2 separate regions of the Mus musculus genome follow, and region 2 is linked to region 1. A link is a contact called in public HiChIP or PLAC-seq data. All regions are on one chromosome and are shown on one strand. Each heading gives the region's core, a stretch centred on a gene start, on an enhancer-like site or on the middle of the called end of the contact. The rest is flanking DNA. Distances are from core to core; before and after follow the strand shown. Region 1 has its middle 77 kb from the start of 4930583P06Rik. Region 2 has its middle 41 kb from the start of Slc24a5.

Region 1 (4,776 bases), core at 1,263-3,762:
CTTCAGCTAAGTCTGATAACTTCTCAGGATTTGGGTAGAGGTCTGCAGATTCCAAGGTCATGTTTCTCCTGCCTGTCCCCAGCACCTAGACAGCCTTTCTCAAACAAGTCTGTCTTGTTAACCTTGCCCTTAAATCACACATAAGGAGTGGGAAGGCGCTGCCCGTGATTTCCTACAAAGACAGAAGCTCTAGGCTACATTCAGAGAAACCTCCCCACATCCTGTTGCAAATCTTTAGCATAATATCTAGAACATCTTTTAAAGGTCCACTTTCTTAATAAGAAAACATCAGCTCAGAGCTCAGGTGACTCTGGTTCGCAAGTCAGTTATGGGGCATTTTCATAGAGGTTTATGGTTTCATTAAGGCCAATAGCATATTCTGTCTGCATGTGTCCCTGCGTGTGTGTGTGTGTGTGTGCACGCATGAGTGTGTCTCTTTGTGTGTCTCTGTGTTTGAGCATGTGAGTGTGTCTCTGTAAGTCTCTCTCTCTCTCTCTCTCTCTCTCTGAAGTTGAAAATGATGAATCTGAGGTATTTAGCTTTTAAGTATCTTCTTCTCAAATTGCCTGCTACTTTATTTAGTTATATTGTTACATTACCTTTGCTTTGATGCTTGTGTTTCTTAAAAACTGCTTGTGAATAATGAAAAAAATGACATTGGAATGGAAATGGATATTACTGGATGATATTTCTATGTCAGTCTCTCTCTCTCTCTCTCTCTCTCTCTTTCTCTCTCTCTCTTTCTGTGTGTGTGTGTGTGTGTGTGTATGTGTTCCTCCATTCCACTCTCATTCTACTGCAAGCCCTTTCTTGCCCTTCCAAATTCTAGAAAGCCTGTTCAGGTTAATTTCTACTTCTTATAGTATCTAAGATATTGTTTGTGTATATGTGTGTTTAATTAAAACTTTATTATAAAGAATTTGTGAATAAAAAACATCTCGGACTGAAATCAACCAGACCCAAAGTCCATCTCTCTCAAATGAACTGCTATTCAGTAAGAACAACCATTCTGAAGCTGCAGAGCTTCAAGTTAGACTTTTCATTTACCATGGGCGTATTTTGGGTGGAAAATAAGTGTACAAGAATGTATTAAATAGTATCTGCAGTTTAATGACACTGCTGTTAAAAAGTTTACTTAAGTTCTACATCTAGGTAAGGAAACCACGACTCATGCATGGGAAAAACAAAGGTTTGGTGATAGCTTCTAGGAAGCACAGATAATAATGCACTGAATGAAATATGAAAGGCAATTTTTAAAAAGAAAAGTCAAAAGGATTCCATGACAATTAGATGTAAGACATCATAATGGAAGCAGGCAAGATACCCCAGTGGGTAAAGGCACATGCCATCAAACATGGTGTAACTGAGTTGTACCACTGGATCCCATATGATGGAAGGAAAGAACTGACTCCAAGAAGCTGTTCATAAGGGCCCACACATATATACACACAGTGACTAACTAACTAACTAACAACTAACTAATTAACTAACTAACTAACTAACTAACTAACAAAAATGCTATGTGACATTGCATGGCCAGTCCTGGTATCAGTTTAAATAACACATCTTCTAGCTTCCCGCATTTTCACTGTCATTTTTTCATTATTCACAAGCAGATTTTAAGAAACACAGGCATCAAAGCAAAGGTAATGTAACAATATAACTAAATAAAGTAGTAGGCAATTTGAGAAGAAGATACTTAAAAGCTAAATACATCAGATTCATCATTTTCAAATTCACAAATACAAAACCATGCCTGTTGTATAAAAGCATCCAATGAAATGGCAGAGAGTCACAATCCGATCAATGTACCATGAACATGCTGTTAGACTTCATTAAAATGAGGACTCAGAAGAATATGAGAACTATTTTAAGGCAGTGTTCTTCAGAGAACCAGATGTGCTGAAGATAGCCACACACTATGGAGAGAGATCAGTCTCAACTTGAAGTGAATGAGAAGCAGGCATTATTTCAAAATTTAGCCTATTAACTTCAACAACTCAAAGCTCCACAAATTCACTAACGTCTAGATGATGTGACTGTACTAAAAGTGCCCTGACTACTCCTTGGTGCAATGCCTACTTTATATTAGAATGTATACAGATACTGGGATTCCTTCTAGAAACGTTGTAAATATTTAGTTACTGGTGGTTTCAGCATTTATTTCCTGGCATCTGATCTAAGAGTGTATATGTATGTGTACACGCATACACATAAACACAGATACATAGGAGTGAAAGATTTCTATTTTTAAAACCATTTTTCAATAACATGTGTGCTCATCTGCTGGTATCTTCAACATTATAACAGTGTTTTGAAGTCACAGCACACAGATGTGCCTCTACTGGCAGCAAGTGTCCAGTGTGGAGGCCTCTCCACCAGCGCCAGATAGTCTTCTTGTTATGCAATCACTTAATTAACTACAGACTTCATTCCCTTACAACCCAATCTCAAGACTCATGCTAAGGCTGTTACTGCCCCCTATAGAACTTAAAATAGCCACTTCCTCTTTTCTCCCACTGACAAAGACTATGTGTTCTGACAGCCAATATTTCATCTCAATAGAAACAGCTCACTGTAGGAAGTGAAAATCATGTCCCTTTTTGGTCCAATTGTACAACTTAAGGAACTGCAGATATTACTTAATTTCTCTCTTTTAATCCAGTGTAACCCTACTATGTTTGATGTTTAAGGATTAATCATGGAGTTCTCTTGTGCTTTCTTTAGTTTTGGTAAGATAATTTACAGGAAAATGTATAGATCAAAACATATTTACCTAAACAATTTCATTTTGCATCTAGTACAGAAATCCAGATCTCTGTAACATTTTCTGTGTTTTGTTATTATATCTTTAAATCTTACCACTGCAAGCAAACGTGAAAATCCTTAAATTGCTGGCCTCAGAGTTCCCATGTCAACTGGCATCTGCTCAGGTTGGAGTTCCTGCCAAAAGTCAAAGACAAACATTTATGAGACAGAGCCTGATGGCTGATTATTTAATCCCGTGTGTCCAGCACTGCCAGCATGCGTGGGTTTCAACTGCCTGCTGCTACTTTAATAATAAGCCCTCTTACATCCAGCTGAATGCAGTGTACCAATGGATGCTTCCCCCTGCTCTAATAAGAGACCGATTATCGATCTTCACCTAGATGGTCCCATTGAGACCAGGCATTCATGAATACAAACAGAAAAAGAAAAATGGCACACTGAATAATTAGCTTTAATAAATAGGAGCATAATTTCTATGAAGAAAATAGTGGCCAATCTAATTATGAGGGCAATTTTGCTGAATATTTTGTAAGAGGTATAGGGTACCAAATATATTCAACAGTCAAACTAAACAGCAGTCTCCAAATTCTGTCTCTTCCCTTGGCACAAGCTTTGGAGGCTGGGATGGAGCACCTTGCTCTAACCACTCTACTGGGATAGACAAATACGGACCCAGAAATGGACACGCTGAAATGAAAGAAAAATGAATCTTATGAACAAAGTGTAAAAACTTAAAGATAGCATGGTGAGAAATAATTGAATTAATGTTTAATCAGTTCATTTAACCTGAGATACCTTAAATCAAAAAAATAAAAATAAAAAGATGAAAAAATAAAAATAAATTAAAAAAAAGATGACACAGAGCCTGGAGATATAGCTCAGCTGGTCAAGTGCCTTCCAGAGGAGCAGGAGGGGCTGTGTTAAACCCCCAGTTCCCACCAAAAGGCTGTGCATAGTACATGCCTGTAACATCAGTGATGGAGGAAGGCACAGAGACAGACTTACCCAACATCCTAGCCAATATGTGAGCACTTGGCCCAGGGAGGAGACCATGATAGCCTACACACACACACACACACACACACACTTCATTGGATCAGATTTGAGAGACTCTGGGATCTCTCAGTTCTGCTCTGATGTTCCAAGTCATTAGAGGGCACCTGACTGGATTGTCTATGCATCCAAATATATATATATATATATATATATATATATATATATATATATATATATATATATATATATATATATATTTGCTCTGAGGTAACAGATACCAGTTTCCTTATTTTTCACGGATGACATAAGCACATACATACATACATTCATTTACCATCTGAGATATTTTAAAGCTAGAACATACAGTGCTTAGTCCCTCTGATATAGGTTTGTGTTTTAGAAGCACATGACTATTCATGATAGCTTTTTGATGGAAAAAGAAGACATCAGCCTTATATTTACCATCTGCTGAATTTTTTAATGAATAAATATACTTGATTTTTTTTTAGTAAGTCAAAAATATGGATCAATATTAAGGATGCAAGTTTTCACTTATAACTTTGGAAGAGTTCTTGAGCCTTCTTTCCAAAAGATCCTGAATCAGGATCTGGGCCGGCTCCCGGAAGAGGCCATCCTGTTGTGCCTCACCCAAAGAGCCAGCTCATGACTCAGCAGTGAGGCCCCGATGAGATGCACTTGGTGAGAAAGCCCCTTTCAGTGAAGCTGTCACCTTGTTGAGTTTGCTGATTCTGTCAGCACAGGCTGAGCTCGGAATTTAGTGGGAGAGTTGGTTAGAAGGCGTCAGATGTGGTACTTAAAACAGAAGCTGGCTTAAACCTTTGCCATCAGCAGGACAGGGAGAGTTTGTGTGGGTGGCAGGATTGCTTCATGCTTGTTTCAGTTGTGTATTAAATAAATGATATTTTGAAACCCAGGAAGCAGACACAGATACCCCACCACATACACATACTGTCATTATTTAGTCAAAACCTTGAGAAACAGTATTTTGCA
Region 2 (4,776 bases), core at 1,305-3,804, 730 kb before region 1:
AAAAAAAGCAAAAAGATCTTCCATGTGCTATTCCCCCCTTCCTTCCCCCTTCCCCTCTCCCTCCCTCTCTCCCTCTCTCCCTTCTTCCCTCTCTCCCTCCCTCCCTCCCTCCCTCCCTCCCTCCCTCCCTCCCTCCCTCTCTTCTTCCAGTGCTGGAGGATGCAACCCAGTGCATCATCACTGACATCTATCTCCAATTGTTTCCCCCTCTTAGTTAAAAAAGAAAAAAGAAGTGGGACAAAGTCTTCCTAAGTTGCCCAATCAAGTTTGGAACTCATTATGTATTCCAGGCAGGCCTTTGGAACTTGTAATTCTTCTGCCTCAGTCTTCATGGGCTATCATGGCCCCTCCACCCCTAGTCTTGCTTCTTTCCCCCCCAAATATCAGGGTACCTGTGAGATCAAGGGTTTTGAAAAATGAAACTTCATAGATGAAAGCCAAGCATACAGGTTACTGTAAAGCTGCCAATTCTCTGTGAATTAACTATACACCCAATAGAGTTTGAGGAAAAATACCAAGGACCATTAAATATTTTCCTGAAACTAGACACACTGGCATGAGGATTTTAGTGGAGAAACAAACTAACGAAATGATCCAGGTAAAATAGGAAAAGGAGGTGTGAAGTGGGGATGCAGTCCCATCAGCTGCTCACATTACAGAGCAATGCTTTCGAGATTCATATCTGTGCGCGAATACCCAGAACCATAAGAAGAACAGAACTGGGTCTGACCTTGGCGGTGCTGGAGATTTAGTGCTTAATAAAGGTTGAATATCTTCATCAGTGCAGAATAGTTTTACAATTTAATAAATAATGCTGGGACAATCGAGTAGCCATCTGGAAAATAATAAAGTTGTATTTCTCCCAACTCTTCCTAACAAAATGAGTGCCAGATGGACCATCAACATGGAAGTTTAACTGTCAAGGGGTCTAGAAAAACATTGAAAAACTATTTAATGGTCTTGGAGTTGAGAAGGCCTTTTGAAGCATGATAAAATTCAGGAGCCATAAAAAGAAAGATTAATACATTTAGCCATAAAAATCACCATGTAAGAAACACTAAATAAAGTTAAAAGGCAAATCCTGTACAGGTGAAAACATTTGTAACAACCAAGCCAGACAAAAGGCTAAACCTGTTAAGATATAACAAATGTCTAGAAATGCATAGAAAAAAGATCAGCTCGGTATTGAAAAGCATCCCAGCATCCCGGGGTTCTGCACAATTGTTGTGCATAACTAAAACAGCATTTTTAACCTAATAGTGTTAGATTTCTTTAACTGTATTTTTGACAAGTTTTTTTGGACAAGTGTGTGGGAACTTACACCCTGGGACAGAAAGTGGAGAACTCTGAAGAACACAGCATCTGGGTCTCTGTCAAAAGCTAGACCATGTGAAAGCCTTTACATATCTACTGCATACAGGGAATGTCTCTGACCGTCACATAGGCTCTCACAATTAAAGAAACCTGTACCTGGCGAAGCATAGAAATACATCCCCTGTAGCACCGAACATGGCAGTATGTTTCATCATTAAAAAGAAAAGAAAAAAGGAAAGCACAGAGCCTATTGTGCTACATTTACCTGTGCCGAGCAGGTTCATCTCAGATCAGGATGGAAATGTTTGTAATCTGGCCAGCCTGTCTGCCACACCGTCTATACTACTTACACTCTGGGTTTGTTGTTCGCCTGTGTGTTCCCATCTGTGCTTGCTGTTCCTTTCCGTGCTGGCCCTGTTGATGACAAGCCCTCTTCCCAAAGCCTATCATCAGCTGGGTCCTCTTCTGTCCACCACACACCCTCCTTTTGAGGGCATTGCTAGGTCCTCCTGAGCTGCCCATCCTAGCTGCAAGTCAACCTGCTCTCACCTTATATTTATTTATTTGTCAGAGGACAACTTCTTTGCAGGAATCCATTTTCTTCCTCTGTCTTGTGCATCCATTGTCCTCAGACTTGATGACCAGTGCCTTTATCAGGTGATCCATCTCACTGGCCTCTGCTCTCACATTTGACATCATTCTTTTGCCACAGAAATTTGGGGTAACCTCTTTAACAATGGTGACAATCTCAAAGCTCTCCCTTTGATACAATACAGCCTACATTAGACAGAAATTAGCTTACATTTTCTACCCCAGAAAAAAGTATCTTCTTTGTTCTTAAAATAAGCACATATTTTAAAATGGAAAACCTCAGACCTGGCTAACATATGTGTACATGTTTGTGATATGCATGTAAAAGATAAAAGAAAAAAAATTATTTGAGTAGAATTCTCAGGCAAAGAATGTACATGTGCCAAAAGTTGGCATGTGTTATCAAAATGATCTTTGGAAAGACTCATAATTTATTCAATGAAATTGACTGAGACACCAGTATGTGCTGGGTCTCTGTGGAGTCTGGTGTGCTACTGAAGAAAGAGTCACAGTGTTGTTGAGAGGAGTTGTAGAGAGGAGTTGACTCAATTGAAAGTTCACGGATGGCTTTCTAAAGGAAGAGGAATTAAAGGGAAGGCCGTAGTAATGAGGGAGAGAGAAGCGCTGTGTCGGGGCCTTACATAAACACAGCTGCACAGGAAGTGAAGAGAGCTCGCTTGGAAATGCGCGTGGGGGTGGGGGCTGAGAAGGTTGGGAGGATGGACAGAGACCCAGCCACAGGTCGGCTTAGAGGTAATGACAGGGATCCCACTCTATTCTTCTTCACAGGAAGAAGGGGTGTAAGCAGGATCTGAAGATCACCTTCATATCTCGAAAGGATAATTCTGGCCGAGTAGCGAGAACTGAGTAACAGAAGCAAGATGGAAGACAGGCTGATAAGCTAGGAGGTTGGTCAGAATCCAAGCAGCAAGTGAGATAGCTTAAGCTAATCAGAGTTACAGACGGCGTGGTCAAGGCACGAGCACAGAGAGCACATAAGCTTGTGATTTTTCTTAATAAAAGCATATATACTATATTTCTTTATGCTTTTTCCCAACTCAGAGTCTGTGTATAGGTCTATGACATATAGTATACATAATGGAATATATATTATATATATAATTTATAGTATTATATGTAATATTCCCTCTTTTGGTAATGATTGCGGTTGAGCACTTTTTCTGTACTTCACTGACTATTTTCATTTTTACTTATTTCTTCTGAATTACCTGCTTACCCTTCGGCCATTTTCTTACTGAGGTGTGTATTCTCTTTCTTTCCAGCATGTAGTCCAGGTCTGCATGCTTCATTTTCATTATCATGTGCTTGCTGTCTCCGCTGATTGATGAGAACGTCTCAAGTTTTATTTATTATTTGATTAAATATGCAAATAAATTCTTATCATGTTGATAATAGAGAGAGCTTAATAAGAACCCAAGTGCAACATCAAGGCAAAGTTAAACCAACTTAATATACCTAACGGATAACTGACAGCCAACGGTGTGTATGATATATGTTGTCTAATTCAGTGTGTGTGTATGTGTATGTGTGTATGTACCATAGCCAAATAAGACAGTGTTTATCTTCATTATTTCTGGTTTGGTATGATACTTAAAACCTTTCCCTCATCTGAAAGTTATAGTAAGTTATCCTGCATTACTTTTACAACCATATTATTTTCAGGTTATATCAAAGAACATTCGAACCAGACTTCTCGATCCTCTGTACCCCCAGCTTTACCAGATGGACAATAAAAAATAGCACTGAGATACTGCTTAGGATATAAAACCAGCAATGTGAAATTGGCCCTGCGTCAGCTTCTGCTACTCTCAATGGCTTTGACTTTGCAGCTAATATGGATACAGATCAAGGTCTTCCCTAGGTTAACAGACGATTTCTCCATAGATGGACCAAGGGGATACCAGATCATAAGTCTTCTGCAGGCAGAAAGCACGTCTATTTAGTTTTTTTGGTACCTATGTGGCTGGGCCTCATGAAGAGCTTCAGCACAGCACGATTCATGCATTGCTCCCATGCGAACAGCACAAATTCTCACCCCAGTGGGGAGGCCTGGCGTTCCTTGGTGGTATGAGGCAGTTAGGGAGAGTAAGCTTTCTCCCAGCAGCCAGATAGTGTGGCAAGCACAATGACATGGTAGAGAAGTATTTCTATTGCTTTCCTTTCCTCCAAACTCTCTGCAAAGGGAATCAAAAGCCCAAACAACAATGCCCAACCCCTCCCTGAGAAATACCAATAACGGGGATGGTATTTTTCTTCAAATCTCCCTTAAGGGTTTGCATTTATCTTGGCTGCATCCTTGATTTTTTTTTTCAGAGATTTATTTATTATATGTAAGTACACCGTAGCCGTCTTCAGACACACCAGAAGAGGGTGTCAGATCTTATTATAGATGGTTGTAAGCTACCATGTGGTTGCTGGGAATTGAACTCAGGACCTCTGGAAGAGCAGTCGGTGCTCTTAACCACTGAGCCATGTCTCCAGCTCTGCATCCTTGCTGTTTTATCATGGATTTCTGCATATAACACAGTCAGTCGGTGCTAGTGGCCTCCATGGACCGGGTGGAAAGCCCCAGCTGATACCTCCCCATGCACTACTTAGATGGAACTACAATTTCCCTTTCCAATTCCCGTTTAGCCTTTCTGTGCTGGTGGCTTTCAGCTGGACACAAACCTTCAGCTTCTTTGTGGATGTTTATCTCCTCTCTGAGCAAAAGGACACAGGGGACTGGGATGCTTGTACAACACTGGACAAAGTCCATTTGAAGAGTTTTGGTTGCAAGGAGCAGGGTGGGTTGACCCTCAGTTTCCTAATCTGAGAACAGCAGAGAAAAGAGCTGCAGATGTTTGGGTA

What was found. HiChIP or PLAC-seq counts read pairs in DNA pulled down with a chosen protein or histone mark.
Region 2: a RAD21 HiChIP or PLAC-seq map of pro-B cells shows a contact between it and region 1, with 8 times the contacts expected there. The contact joins two enhancer-like sites.

Annotation. Positions count from the first base shown.
Region 1 is chr2:124,296,742-124,301,517 of GRCm38.p6, reverse strand. It overlaps a transcript of Sema6d not described here. Among named protein-coding and RNA genes, the nearest start is that of 4930583P06Rik, 77 kb to the right of the region's middle. Within about 2 kb of position 2,512, at least 25 of the 459 cell types and tissues checked have an H3K27ac peak or open chromatin away from gene starts, as enhancers often do. A contact at or near this core is called in pro-B cells, where this site is marked.
Region 2 is chr2:125,024,594-125,029,369 of GRCm38.p6, reverse strand. No RefSeq gene overlaps it. Among named protein-coding and RNA genes, the nearest start is that of Slc24a5, 41 kb to the left of the region's middle. Within about 2 kb of position 2,554, at least 9 of the 459 cell types and tissues checked have an H3K27ac peak or open chromatin away from gene starts, as enhancers often do. A contact at or near this core is called in pro-B cells, where this site is marked.